Regions from separate parts of the Mus musculus genome. Here regions 1 and 2 are each linked to region 3. The links are chromatin contacts, called in public HiCAR-type and HiChIP or PLAC-seq maps. All regions are on one chromosome and are shown on one strand. Each heading gives the region's core, a stretch centred on a gene start, on an enhancer-like site or on the middle of the called end of the contact. The rest is flanking DNA. Distances are from core to core; before and after follow the strand shown. Region 1 overlaps Pvt1 (Pvt1 oncogene). Region 2 overlaps Pvt1 (Pvt1 oncogene). Region 3 overlaps Gm30113 (a long non-coding RNA gene).

What was found. HiCAR-type assays count read pairs that join an accessible place to other places. HiChIP or PLAC-seq counts read pairs in DNA pulled down with a chosen protein or histone mark.
Region 1: a contact with region 3 is called in a HiCAR-type map of embryonic stem cells, with 3 times the contacts expected there. The contact joins two enhancer-like sites. A contact is called at or near these places in 3 of 115 datasets of contacts at active chromatin or transcription factors (all in embryonic stem cells) and 1 of 9 other capture datasets (embryonic stem cells).
Region 2: a contact with region 3 is called in an H3K27ac HiChIP or PLAC-seq map of embryonic stem cells, with 3 times the contacts expected there. The contact joins two enhancer-like sites. A contact is called at or near these places in 1 of 15 datasets of contacts at CTCF or cohesin (the NIH/3T3 cell line), 1 of 484 Hi-C or Micro-C datasets (tail fibroblasts) and 3 of 115 datasets of contacts at active chromatin or transcription factors (all in embryonic stem cells).

Annotation. Positions count from the first base shown.
Region 1 is chr15:62,091,064-62,095,056 of GRCm38.p6, reverse strand. All of the region lies in intron 1 of Pvt1 (Pvt1 oncogene), which reads right to left. Among named protein-coding and RNA genes, the nearest start is that of Pvt1, 55 kb to the right of the region's middle. Within about 2 kb of position 2,021, at least 115 of the 459 cell types and tissues checked have an H3K27ac peak or open chromatin away from gene starts, as enhancers often do. A contact at or near this core is called in embryonic stem cells, where this site is marked.
Region 2 is chr15:62,121,450-62,125,184 of GRCm38.p6, reverse strand. All of the region lies in intron 1 of Pvt1 (Pvt1 oncogene), which reads right to left. Among named protein-coding and RNA genes, the nearest start is that of Pvt1, 85 kb to the right of the region's middle. Within about 2 kb of position 1,259, at least 21 of the 459 cell types and tissues checked have an H3K27ac peak or open chromatin away from gene starts, as enhancers often do. A contact at or near this core is called in embryonic stem cells, where this site is marked.
Region 3 is chr15:62,957,468-62,961,058 of GRCm38.p6, reverse strand. Gm30113 (a long non-coding RNA gene) reads right to left here. Exons shown (of 3, transcript XR_384131.2): 3 at 3,187-3,259. Among named protein-coding and RNA genes, the nearest start is that of Gm30113, 5.0 kb to the right of the region's middle. Within about 2 kb of position 1,953, at least 10 of the 459 cell types and tissues checked have an H3K27ac peak or open chromatin away from gene starts, as enhancers often do. A contact at or near this core is called in embryonic stem cells, where this site is marked.

The DNA.
Region 1 (3,993 bases), core at 772-3,271, 870 kb after region 3:
CAGTTCGGTTCCTAGCACCCAATTCACATCTCACAAGTGTTTGTAACTCCGGTTTCAGGAGGTCTGACGTACTCGCACATGCAGGCAAAACACACAAAATAAAAATAAATATACCCTTAAAATAAACAAATAAATAAATAAATAAATAAATAAGATTTGCGGGTGACAAACATCCTCCAAGTGGAAGCTGTGGGGCTATGGGCAATGGTAACAACCAGGTCCTTAAGTTCTTGGGGTGAAAGAAGAGTAGAAGAGCTTACTAGAGTATCTGATATACAGCAACGCTTAAAATTAGGTAATGAGAATTAATTAAAACCTGATGACACTAGTATCATTACTATTTAATAACAAAGAGTAAGAATGGCAGCTTCGTGACTTACTAATGACTGCTTAAACACTTCATCGCAGTGTGTAATATGCAAAACACAAACCTGTAATACTCAATACACAACTTGCAATTCATGGGAGCCTAATTCTAGCCCTAGACCACGCCCTCTGCTTACATACCAGATCTGCCATCAGCGGAGTCTTAAGCTGTATATTACTAACCTCACCTAGCAGGTGCAGTGCCTCCAAATCAAGGTGTGCATTAGCCCCATGACAGAGTATACCGATCTGCTCAAAAGCAAAAAGGACCCTTTTCCTCCTACTGGGTTACCTAGTCCAGCCTGAGGATTTGTGCCTAGTCTTGTTATTCTGGATTTGTTTGATATCCCTGGGAGGCCTGCTCTTTTCTAAAGGGAAATGGAAGAGGAGATGTGGAGGGGGGGCAGGGGCGGGTAGTAGTAGGGGGATGGGAAACGGTGGTCAGGACTTAACATATGAGAGAATACACCTTTTTTTTCCATTTTTTATTAGGTATTTAGCTCATTTACATTTCCAATGCTATACCAAAAGTCCCCCATACCCACCCACCCCCGAGAATACACTTTTAAGTGAAAAGGAAGAAACAAACCAAAAAGAATAAATAAATAAAGGGCATAGAATTAAAAAGATGCCTGTGTTCAGAGGAAGGAAGAAGATCTGGAACCATTAAAAATAAAATTCTCCTGTGGCACCTGTGTGTCTTCACACAGTGCTTATTTCTAAGTGTTGAGATTCAGACCCTGAGCAAGCAGCTGAAGTGCCTATTTAACATTCCAAAGTGGATCTGACCTCCGGTTCTCCCAGCATCCCTCAGTCCCTACCTGTTACGGAGCATGGCTGGCAAGCCCCACCCTCTATGCTGAACTTTCCAGCCCTCTATGCTGAACTTTCCACCCTCTATGCTGAACTTATCCAACCCCTGAATAATGTCTAACCTAACACCATCATACTGGGGTGCTCGGAATTAAATGAGCTGATATTTGCAAAAGGCTGGGATGGCAGCCTAGTTCGAAGAAATGCTCTCCTATCCTATGCTAGACAGAATAATTATGTATGTTATAATCAGAAAATGTAAAAGTCAGGAAAAAAAAAATAAAGATAACCAAAGACAGAAGGGATCAAAAACATCAACGTAAGGAGCCTTTAATGACGCTTTGTGACGGTTTAGAATGGTCTACCCAAACCTAGCCAAGTCTAACTATGTTATGGAGGTGGTAAAAGCAGTTAACCTAAACATCTGGGACACTCACAGAATGATAGGTAGGTAGGTAGATAGATAGATAGATAGATAGATAGATAGATAGATAGACAGACAGACAGACAGATGTTGAATAAAAAGTGACGTTTACAGTGATGTTAGCTCAAGGCAGGGCTTTTCAGGCCATTTCCCCTGGTCTCACCCTGTGCCCCTATTAATCATCTCCCATTCCAATAACATATGTGCATAAGAAATGAGATTCAACCACCTCAAGTACTGTTTTCAGTATATACTTTTCACCAGCAGCCACGCTGGAGTCAAAGAGGGCCTGGCCTGGAAGGAAAGGCAGGGAGGAAGTGCTAGCTCAGCAGAACTAGCCTCTCCTAGCAGAGCATCCTCAGAGCTGAGCAGAGGCTGCAACCGAGCTTCCCACTCATTGTTATTCCAACCAGGTGTCTGCAGGCAGGCAACCCCAGGATACTGCAGAGGAATGTGAGCTTCACACCAGATCGGAAGCAATGCCCCCTCCCAATTGCCCAGCACCCCTTCCTGGTGTAGGAGGAAATGAGGGGTGGGGGTGGGCTCCAAGCAGAGTTGCAGATGAGCCAGGCTTGCACATAAAAGATCTTTCGTGGCTGCTCTGTCTGGGCCTCTTCCTCCCCTCCTTACTTACTAAGCAAGGGTGCCCCTCCCCTTCTTCCTCCCCGACAACCTGACCTTGGCAGAGGCCAAATACAAGCCTAGGCAGCATCTGGCCATTCCTTGCATTCTGCAGAGCAGGCTGAGAGGCTTGAGAAGGGCAAGTGAGGCTGCTGAGCCTTTCCATGAGGTGAGCAATCCTGGCCCCTGTGTGTCGATAACAGGTGAGCTTGGTTTTACAAAGGTATTTAGTATCATCCCAGGAGGGGAATCCAATCCTCACACATACACAGTATTATGGAAATTGCCATAAAGGCTTTTTCTAATGAAGCCTAAGGCCTCTCATAAAGGTGAGTGAAGCCACCCCAGTGAGCAGCTTCAATAAGCCAGAGGCAGGCAAGATGCTCTGTTTGTATCCACATCTGGGTGCACCAGAGCGCACCCAGAAAGGCAATAGCACATGCGGCTCCCTCTCCCTTGGGCACATCAAATTAATGTTCCTCTTTCAGCCCACTATTGTCTCTATGACATGGAGTTTTCTCCTCCTTTCAACCTTATACTCATCTCTAAGCAATCAGGCTCCCACCGGACACGGAAAGAGAGGGCAGTTTGACTGGGACACAGATAAAGATAAGACACAGCAGGACCGGCTGTGCAATATATATAGCAAGACAGTAAAGACTGGGCACTTGATAGGCGGGAAGCACTAAAATCAATTCAGAAAGCACAAAGATCTCTGTTGGGGCTGCCCCACCCCCACCCTGCCCTGATATCACACTCTTGAAGTCAGTCAAGGAAGTGTAGTGATGAGGCAGCCACAGTCTCCACAAAGGAAGACGAAGCAACAGTTTGGACACACTTTCAGGAAGGAAAAGGAACGTTTTGGACCATGAGCCAGAGGTGCTCACCCATCGGAGCTAAAGCACTTCCAAGATGCTCAAAGGACTATCAAGCACACAGCCCAAGGATCCTAACAGCGAGGCATGACAGGAAGGGACTTACGTCTGCAGCAACACTAGGTGATGTCACCCAAGCCAGATGCTCAGGTAAGGGCTGGGCAGACTATCACAGAAGAGGTAATGTGCACACAACACAGGGCCTTTTCTCTTACCTATCCTCAACTCCAGGTTACTTAGCCATCCTGCTACGCTAGCACACTGATCTCATAGGCCTCAATGGTCACACTCAAACAAAGGACCACCTGGCATTGGCACACCCTAAGGACCCTTTCAGTTACTGCTTCATCACCCATTCCTTGTAGGCTAAAGCAAATGTGACCGCCAGATGCTTTGAATATTATATCTACACAAGCCTTTCAGCACAGTTTTGGAAACAGAAAAGTCCAAGATAAATGTCCCCAGCCATCCATTAAGAGCCACATAGTGACTGCTGTTCCGGAGGCTGCAGTGTAGGTTATTCAACATCCCTCATCTTCTAAGCCAGCAAACTGAGAAGGGTAGACTGACTCCATGAACCACTCTCTACCTTACTATCTGAGTACCCTCAAGGGGGCGATGCAACAACTTTGTCACCGAGATCACAGTGGTTGACAAGAAGGCCGCAGAACTGTTGGATACCAGGCAGGGACTCTACATCAGAAATAAGGTCCCCTCAGCCTATGCCCGCCTCTAAACTACACTGTAACCCCTACTGTTACAGGTATACATGTTGCCCCAAGAGAATGCTTGCTGGGCTTATACCTCAGGGCTTACTCCATACATTTGTGGCCTGATTATAAATATGACTGAAGAGTTGTATGTTCTAGTACAGTTTATACCCAGGGTGACTTA
Region 2 (3,735 bases), core at 10-2,509, 840 kb after region 3:
AGCTGCCATTGCGTGCGTCCCACACAAATCAGATCCAGGAAACGGAGGTCTGGAACCACAAACTAAATGCACAGCAAGGCTGACCCGCCTTTCTGTTTCTCTCTTTCTTTCCTTCTCACTTTTTTCTGCAGCAAAGCCAGCAACTGGGAACACTGCAGCACAGATTCCAGTGGCTCAAAAGGGCCTCTTGAGGTAGAAGACAGGAAGACAAACCTATCCTAGGGCCCTGGCAGAGCAGGCTTTATCCTTGGAAAAGTGTTCTCAAGAAGCTGCCAGCCTCCCCTATCATCATTAGAACAGCCTATCCCTTTTAAAATCATGGTACTTGCAACATTTGAGCTTCCCCTTTTATCCAAGTGTCTACCTCCTACTTATAACTACAAGCTTTTGAGACCTGGGTCCATTTTCCTGTCTGTCTATTCAGGACTAGGTAGGTGACTGAATAGATAGGTTAATATATTATAGGTAACTGTGTAGGTGAGAGGGATGTATGGGTATATAGACAGATGTGTGCATAGATAGATGAATGGATGGATAGATGAATGAGTATGTGAGTGGGTAAGTGGACTAATAGGTGAATGAAGTAATAGATAACTTAGTGGGTAGGTATGTGAATAGTAGAAAGGTTAATAGTACATGAATTGATGGAAGTGTGACGAAACAGTGGGATGGACAGAAGGATAAATGGATGAAGTAAGTGTTCAGATGGATGGGTCAACTGAAGGCTAGAGAAGTGGAGAGGTTGATGGATGGGTAGAGAGAGATGAATGGATCGATGGATGTACATGAGCAGAAAAGAGTGAAAAGATACAAAACCAAGTAGGATTGAAATTGAAGGTTGTCTAACACACTCACTACAGAATCATAGGGCTTTTGGTCTCACCCTCTCTGCTATCCAGGACTCCAAAACAAGGCTGCTTAGCTTATAGTTGCATAGTAAAGAAGCCATAGAAGCTACTTTGGACTGATAGGATAAATAAAAGCCTATTCCAGTCAGAACTAAAGAGATACTCAGGCTCAGCAGCTTGTACACAGAGGAGGTACTACCTATAGGTCTGCAAAGTGCTTTTAAGAACCTGGTGGAATCCAGAGGAAGGGATGAAATGAAGGAGGCCTTCTCTTTTTACAAGCAATGGCCCACAACTTCCCCACCAAGAATGCGAGGAATGTCAGTTCTTTGGACTGGATCACACACCTCACCAAGAGACTTGGAGATTTCACAGAAGTTTTTGGCTTTGGAATTTAGATCTGCTCTCTGCAGGGTGCGCGGAAGTGTTTAAACTTGGTTTGGCCAGGGAGCAGCTAAGAAGGACCACACCAGCCAGCCATCAGTCATGCCAGCATCCTGCTCATCCAGCATACTGAGCACCTGCTGGGATAGTCAGATACAACGGATTTAATCCCAACAAGCAAGCCAAGTGAGTGTTCTCATGCTCCCCTGTGTACGTTTGGGGGAAACCGAGGCACAAAGGGTCCTCCACAGCAGAGTAAAGAGAAGCAAGTCAGAAGAGAAAAGGCCCTTGGAGGTCCTAAAGCATGGGAGACTAGGGGTTCCCTACCCATATGACTTCAAGTGTTCAGTGTTTCCCATTTCCTCCATTGACAGAGGAAGGGGAAATGCACTTAGCAAAGAAGACGCTGCCCAGAAAGAAGCTATGGAGGATTCCTTATCTTGGTAGGAGCTTCCAGCCCCTTGCACTGAGAATACATCCATCCCATGATGGGCAGCCTGTACCCAGACAGTGGGGTCTTCCCCACCCTGAGACTTACAGTGGTCACACATGGTGCCCCATGTGACTCACCGCTTGGGGACCTATACCTTGGCCAGGTGCAGTAGGTTAGACAGGTACAGAAGAAGGTGCTGGCTAATTGTCACTGCCCTTGTGGAGTTCTTAGTTAACAAGTGTCAGGAAAACACTCAGGCCAAACCAGGTCCCACTCTAGGGTCACCTGGACAAGAACACTGACCAGTGAGGGACCATGAACTGGTTCGCATCTCAATCTAACCAGGACAAAAGAGACACAATACAAGTCATCTCATATTTAGAGATCAAGCCCATGCCACCATGTACAATAACCAGCAATAAACTTAACTCCCGAGTTCGAGGCCAACCTGGTCTACAGAGTGAGTTCTAGGACAGCCAGGGCTACACAGAGAAACCCTATCTCAAAAAACCAAAACAAACAAACAAAAGAAAAACTTAACTCCTAAGCTAGAGTTAAGGGTACTTCTGCCAAGTATTCTGGGCATGCCACAGATGATGGACCACCATCGCCACACACACACACCCCCACAACCATTGCTGTGTTCCCTTGGTAGAAGGCCACTGGTAGAATCTTGCTCTGCCATCTGGCCCTAGTTGCTGTGAACCTTGTGTGCATTACTCAGCCCCTCGGTTTGTGTAACAGAGGGGTGAAGGCGACAGCACCCATCCTGTCAGGCATGAGTTCACACATACAAAGCACTTGGCAGGTACCTGGGAAGTGCTTGGAAATTTACCTAGCTGTTATTACATGACTTGAAACAAAACAAACACTTCCTCACTGCACTGTTCACTGAACGATGGGCTCCAACCAAGCTGCAGCATAATGTCCCCTTGAAGAAGTAGACAGGCCCTAAGGCTCACCTCGTTTGGGCATTCAAAGCCAAGACTGTCTCTGAAAGACTGTTCTCCTGGGCCCCTGCCTCATCCACCAACCTCCCCACACATGAGCCTCACCCAGTCTTTATCCGCCACTAACCATGTCCCACCCATAACCTGCGGTGGGGTTCAGTTGAAACAGTTGATTGGGCATAAAGCTATTCTTTCTGTCCTTCTCTAGCCTAAGATAAGGGAAACTTGAGGCCAACAGAGCTAGGTGTTACTAACGGCACCATCCCCTAGCAAGGACAGGGAGTCTCAACTTTCCTCGATGGCACTCTGAGGAGACAGAAGCGAGACAGCACAGGAAGTGGGTGCCATCACCAGCTGCTGCATCTTTGAGGAGCTTCCATGTGCAGAATTCCCCAGCACAGTTCACAGTTCGGATGCCTCGGCATTCAGGCATCTGACACAGTCCAGGAATAAAGAGTATGGTCACAAACCCGAAGTTTCAAAGGGAAATTGGGGGTGGGGGGTAGGGAGGAGGAAGAGCAAGCCATTAGCCAGTTCCAAGTCCTGCGCCACCCCCATTAGGATGGTCAGAACTGGACAAAGAGGAGCTTGGGGTTCAAGGCCCAGCAGCTCCAGGTTCCAGACCCTGGCTCTGGGACAGACAAGCTGCCGGGGAATCAAAACCCATATCCCCATCTGTTCTCCAATCTCCTGCCAGCAAGCCTAGCTGAATATTCTAGGAAGCTCTCTTCCGGTGACTCCTGTCGGGTTTTCACCACACAAATGTCAACCAACCAACCAATGTTGACATTGCCACACCTCCTCTGGCACTCATGGTACCACAGTTAGAAGCCCAAGGAGTAAAGCCTGGCATTAGAGTTACAATCCCAGACATTTTCAGCTGTGTAACTCAAACACTATACTTAGCCTCTCTGTTCTTATAGTTTTCTCATTGTAAAAACGGGGCTAATTAATTGTAACCCTGTATCTCTCACGGTTACTATACAAGTTAAATTATATATAACAGAAGAGGTTTAATTTCAATTGCCTCCAAGTTAATAATCACTAGATAAATGTCAGCTATGATTATTTCTCACGAAGCTAATGAACCCCATCAGGCAATCATCTCAGTGAACTGATC
Region 3 (3,591 bases), core at 704-3,203:
ATCAAGGTGAGGAGATAGCAAGGTAATGCTTAACTAGTCAGAGATGTCTAAAAGATAGGTTTTGATTGGTCATTGAAATATATTTCAATTTGGAGAATGAAAGATAGATCATAAAAAGGTTTGGATTCTCTCTTGTGGCTACTGATGACTCTTCTCTTTTGTTTCTCCCTTTGGTAGAAATTTACTATAGTGACAACAGCACTTTGCAATCCTTCCCCCTTGCCAGAAAAATGTATGCAGATTGCATCAGATGTATTGGTTATGTTTGTCTTTGCTGCAACAAAGCACATAATAAGAGGCGACTGAAGGAAGAAAAGATTTTTGTGAGTTCATGGTTTGAGGGGTACAGTCCATTGTGGGAAAGGCATGATGGGAGCATGAGATGGCAGGGATGTAAGGAAAGGTGAATGCTGGTCTCATTCTTCTTTCTCACTCTACTTTTTCAGTCTGGGATCCCACATCCTTGGGTGGAACCAAGCATATTTATGATGATTCTTCTATCAGCTAATCTAGCTGGAAATACCCTTACAAATGAACTCAAAGAATGACTAACTGATGTCCTGTTCCTTCCTTAATCCAATAAAACTGACAACATTACCTAATAGAAATGGATATATGAGATCCACTGATGTCATTCCTTTAGCTTCAAAACTAATCACTAATTCAGTCAGACCTGCCTGGCTTACATTTTGAACATGCTGGGAAAATTGTTGCTATGAGCAGAGATTTGGAGTTGGTCTATACAGGCTCATGGGCAATTATCTACAGGTTGGGATGTTCTTCTGAAAAATTAAAATAATAAATTAGGCTTCCTTGACTGAATTGTAAGTGTTAAGGCCCAGAAAGCAGTGCCCCAAAGTGTGGTACTTTGTTTTACTGAGGATATCAAATTGGAGGATGTTGTATGGAGGCTCAGACCCTCCCTATCCTGTTTCTCTTGCTTCTCTTCCTCTCCTGAAGTGACAATCTAGAATATAATCTTAATCTTCCCCTGATGTTTTTTTTTTTTTTTTGTAGGTGCTTGCTGTCAAGAAAGTCCCCCAGGGAACTTATATAATAATAGGTTATAAGACCTTCATCCCAGAGGGGCTTTGCCACATACCTGGAGAGAGGAATGCGACAAAGACCAAAAGGAATCTCAACAGACTAGTCTCCCATCTCTACCAGTCTGTTGCTTTAAGTCAGAGCCTTCAATCCAGCTATACTTCTGCACAGCTGTCCATTCTCCATCAAACAAGCATAAAAACACACACTCCCCCCTGGTTTATTTGGGATTCATTTCTGAAGGCTTCTGTGTCCCATAACATTTTGATTAACTACATTAGCTATGCTTTTCTCTGACTTGCCTGGTTTTTGTTACAGAAGTGTCAGCCATGGCAATTATGGTGGACAAGCAATGGTAGTGGCCCTTCACGCCCTTGGATAAGCAGTAGGCACTGCTGATGTGCCAGGGAGTAGAGTCAGCATGGTGAGGAGAGGAGTTCTGAGAGAAGGGGTTCTGGGAGTAGCAAAAAGAATGACTTGAAGTCAAGTCATGGATCCCAGCTGATAACCTGTGTTCTGCTTGATACAGTTTTTCCAGTCTGTTTCTCTCTATGTTCTGCTTTCTCTCTGGAATTTCTCTGTCTATATTCTACATGCTTGCTACTATATGAAATCTCTCTACCCATGTCCTACTTGCCATTCTAAGAGACTTATGACCATGTCCTACTTGCTTGTGTGTGTGTGTGTCTGTCTGTCTGTCTGTCTGTCTCTGTTCTCCAAGCAGGTTTCTCTTTTTATCCTAAAAAATTCTCTGGATAACTCATCTCCTTCAAAGCACAGGTCTAATGTCTTTTATTTTACATATCAATCCAATTAAGAGACTGAAAGCATACCTTTTTTCCCTTGACAGCGCAAAAGAATTCAAAGAGCTGCCCTCCTTTGTTAAACACAATTGATAAACTAGTTGGGTGGGACCCTACCCTGAAATTACCATTTCTATTACACCCTGGCCTAACCTTGCTCTGTCCAAGGCTAACCTTGATCTAGGGCATCTGCCTTCTTTGTAACTTTTTGACAAGCTAGCTCACAGTATGCAGGCCTTTGTTCCTTTAGATTCATGAAGCCCCTCATAATTCATAATTGCATCCTTATATTGTGCATAGCAGAAACATTATACATTTTGACCTCATGTATTTAGAGCACTTTCCCATAGCCTCAAGGGCTGTTCTCAAGGTCCTTTTTTTTTTTTTTTTTTTTACCAGTTTGCTAAGACATTAGCCACACCCTTGACTCCTAGACTCCTGCTTTGTCAGATTATCATGGAATCATTAATCTTAACAGAGTGGACATTCCTGGGGGGGATGTGAAAATATGTACATTATTACACAAACAAGCCTTAGTTCCTCAGAAGCCATCTACACTCTTGGAGGCTCACACTGGGCCTCTGTTCCAGGGGCAGAAACCATGTCACTCTGTCCCCACCAGGGCCATGCGGAGATCAGCACTGATGCTTCTCAGAGACTTTGGGGATGTTAACAAGATAAAGTCTACAACAAGACAGCTTGAGTCTCAGTAAGCAAAAAATACTTCAAGGCCCCCGTTCCTTTTTGCCCAAGGAATTAGTTCTTGACTGGATCCTGAAAGATTAGGTCCTGAGTGTGACTGTGGGTTGTCTCTACCCCATGAAGCAGAATCTTCAGTTATGGGTCCCACACAAAAGGCAGACATACTCTAGTCTATGAGTTGGATTCTACCCACTGCCTGTTCATATCTAACCTGAATGAAGAATGTTTTTTGTATTTTTAAGTAACTGGGGAAAGGAGAATGATGTTTAACACCACATAAAAGTGATGTGGGATTCACCTTTACTGTTCAGAGACAGAGCATCATTGGAGCACAGCCACAGTCATTCATTTGCTTGCAGATTGTACACCTGTGCTTAAACAGCTTTAGTGGTAGAACGACAGAGGTAACTGATGGACCATGGCCTGTAGCCTTGAAAGTACATATTGTCTGCTTCCTTATAGAAGTATACTAGCCTCTTCCATACTTAGTGTTGAGGCTCAAAACAAAAACAAAAACAAAAAAGTACCCCCCAAATATGGCACTTTCTAGACCTCACACTGAGAGCATCTGGGAGTAGGAAACATTGCAAACATCTCCAAGGGCCCTGTCTCCATGAAGTCTGTACCTGCCAGACAGGAACATGATTCTCTTCATCCTCTGACTCATGATAGATTCAAAATAGTCTCAACTTCCATCACAGAGGGAGAAACTGAAAATAGAACATAGCACCTATAGTTCTCACGAACTTTGTCACAAGTCTATATCTCAAGCTATTCATTTCTCCTAACAGATTATTTATAATCACTCTAAAGTGTGTGATGACCACCCCTGCCCAGTTCTTTCCCTTTGCATGGGTTATTTAAGCCTTAACCATGTGCCTATTGTTCAATGTCTACCGTTGCAAGGCTCCCATGAATATGTGCTGGTTAACTAAAGCATATATTTCTTCTCTTATTAAGCTGTACCTTGTCACTCTAGTTCAGTAGATTTGGGTATTATAACTCCAGGGCAAGAATCTGAACTCATCTGTATTTTCTTACC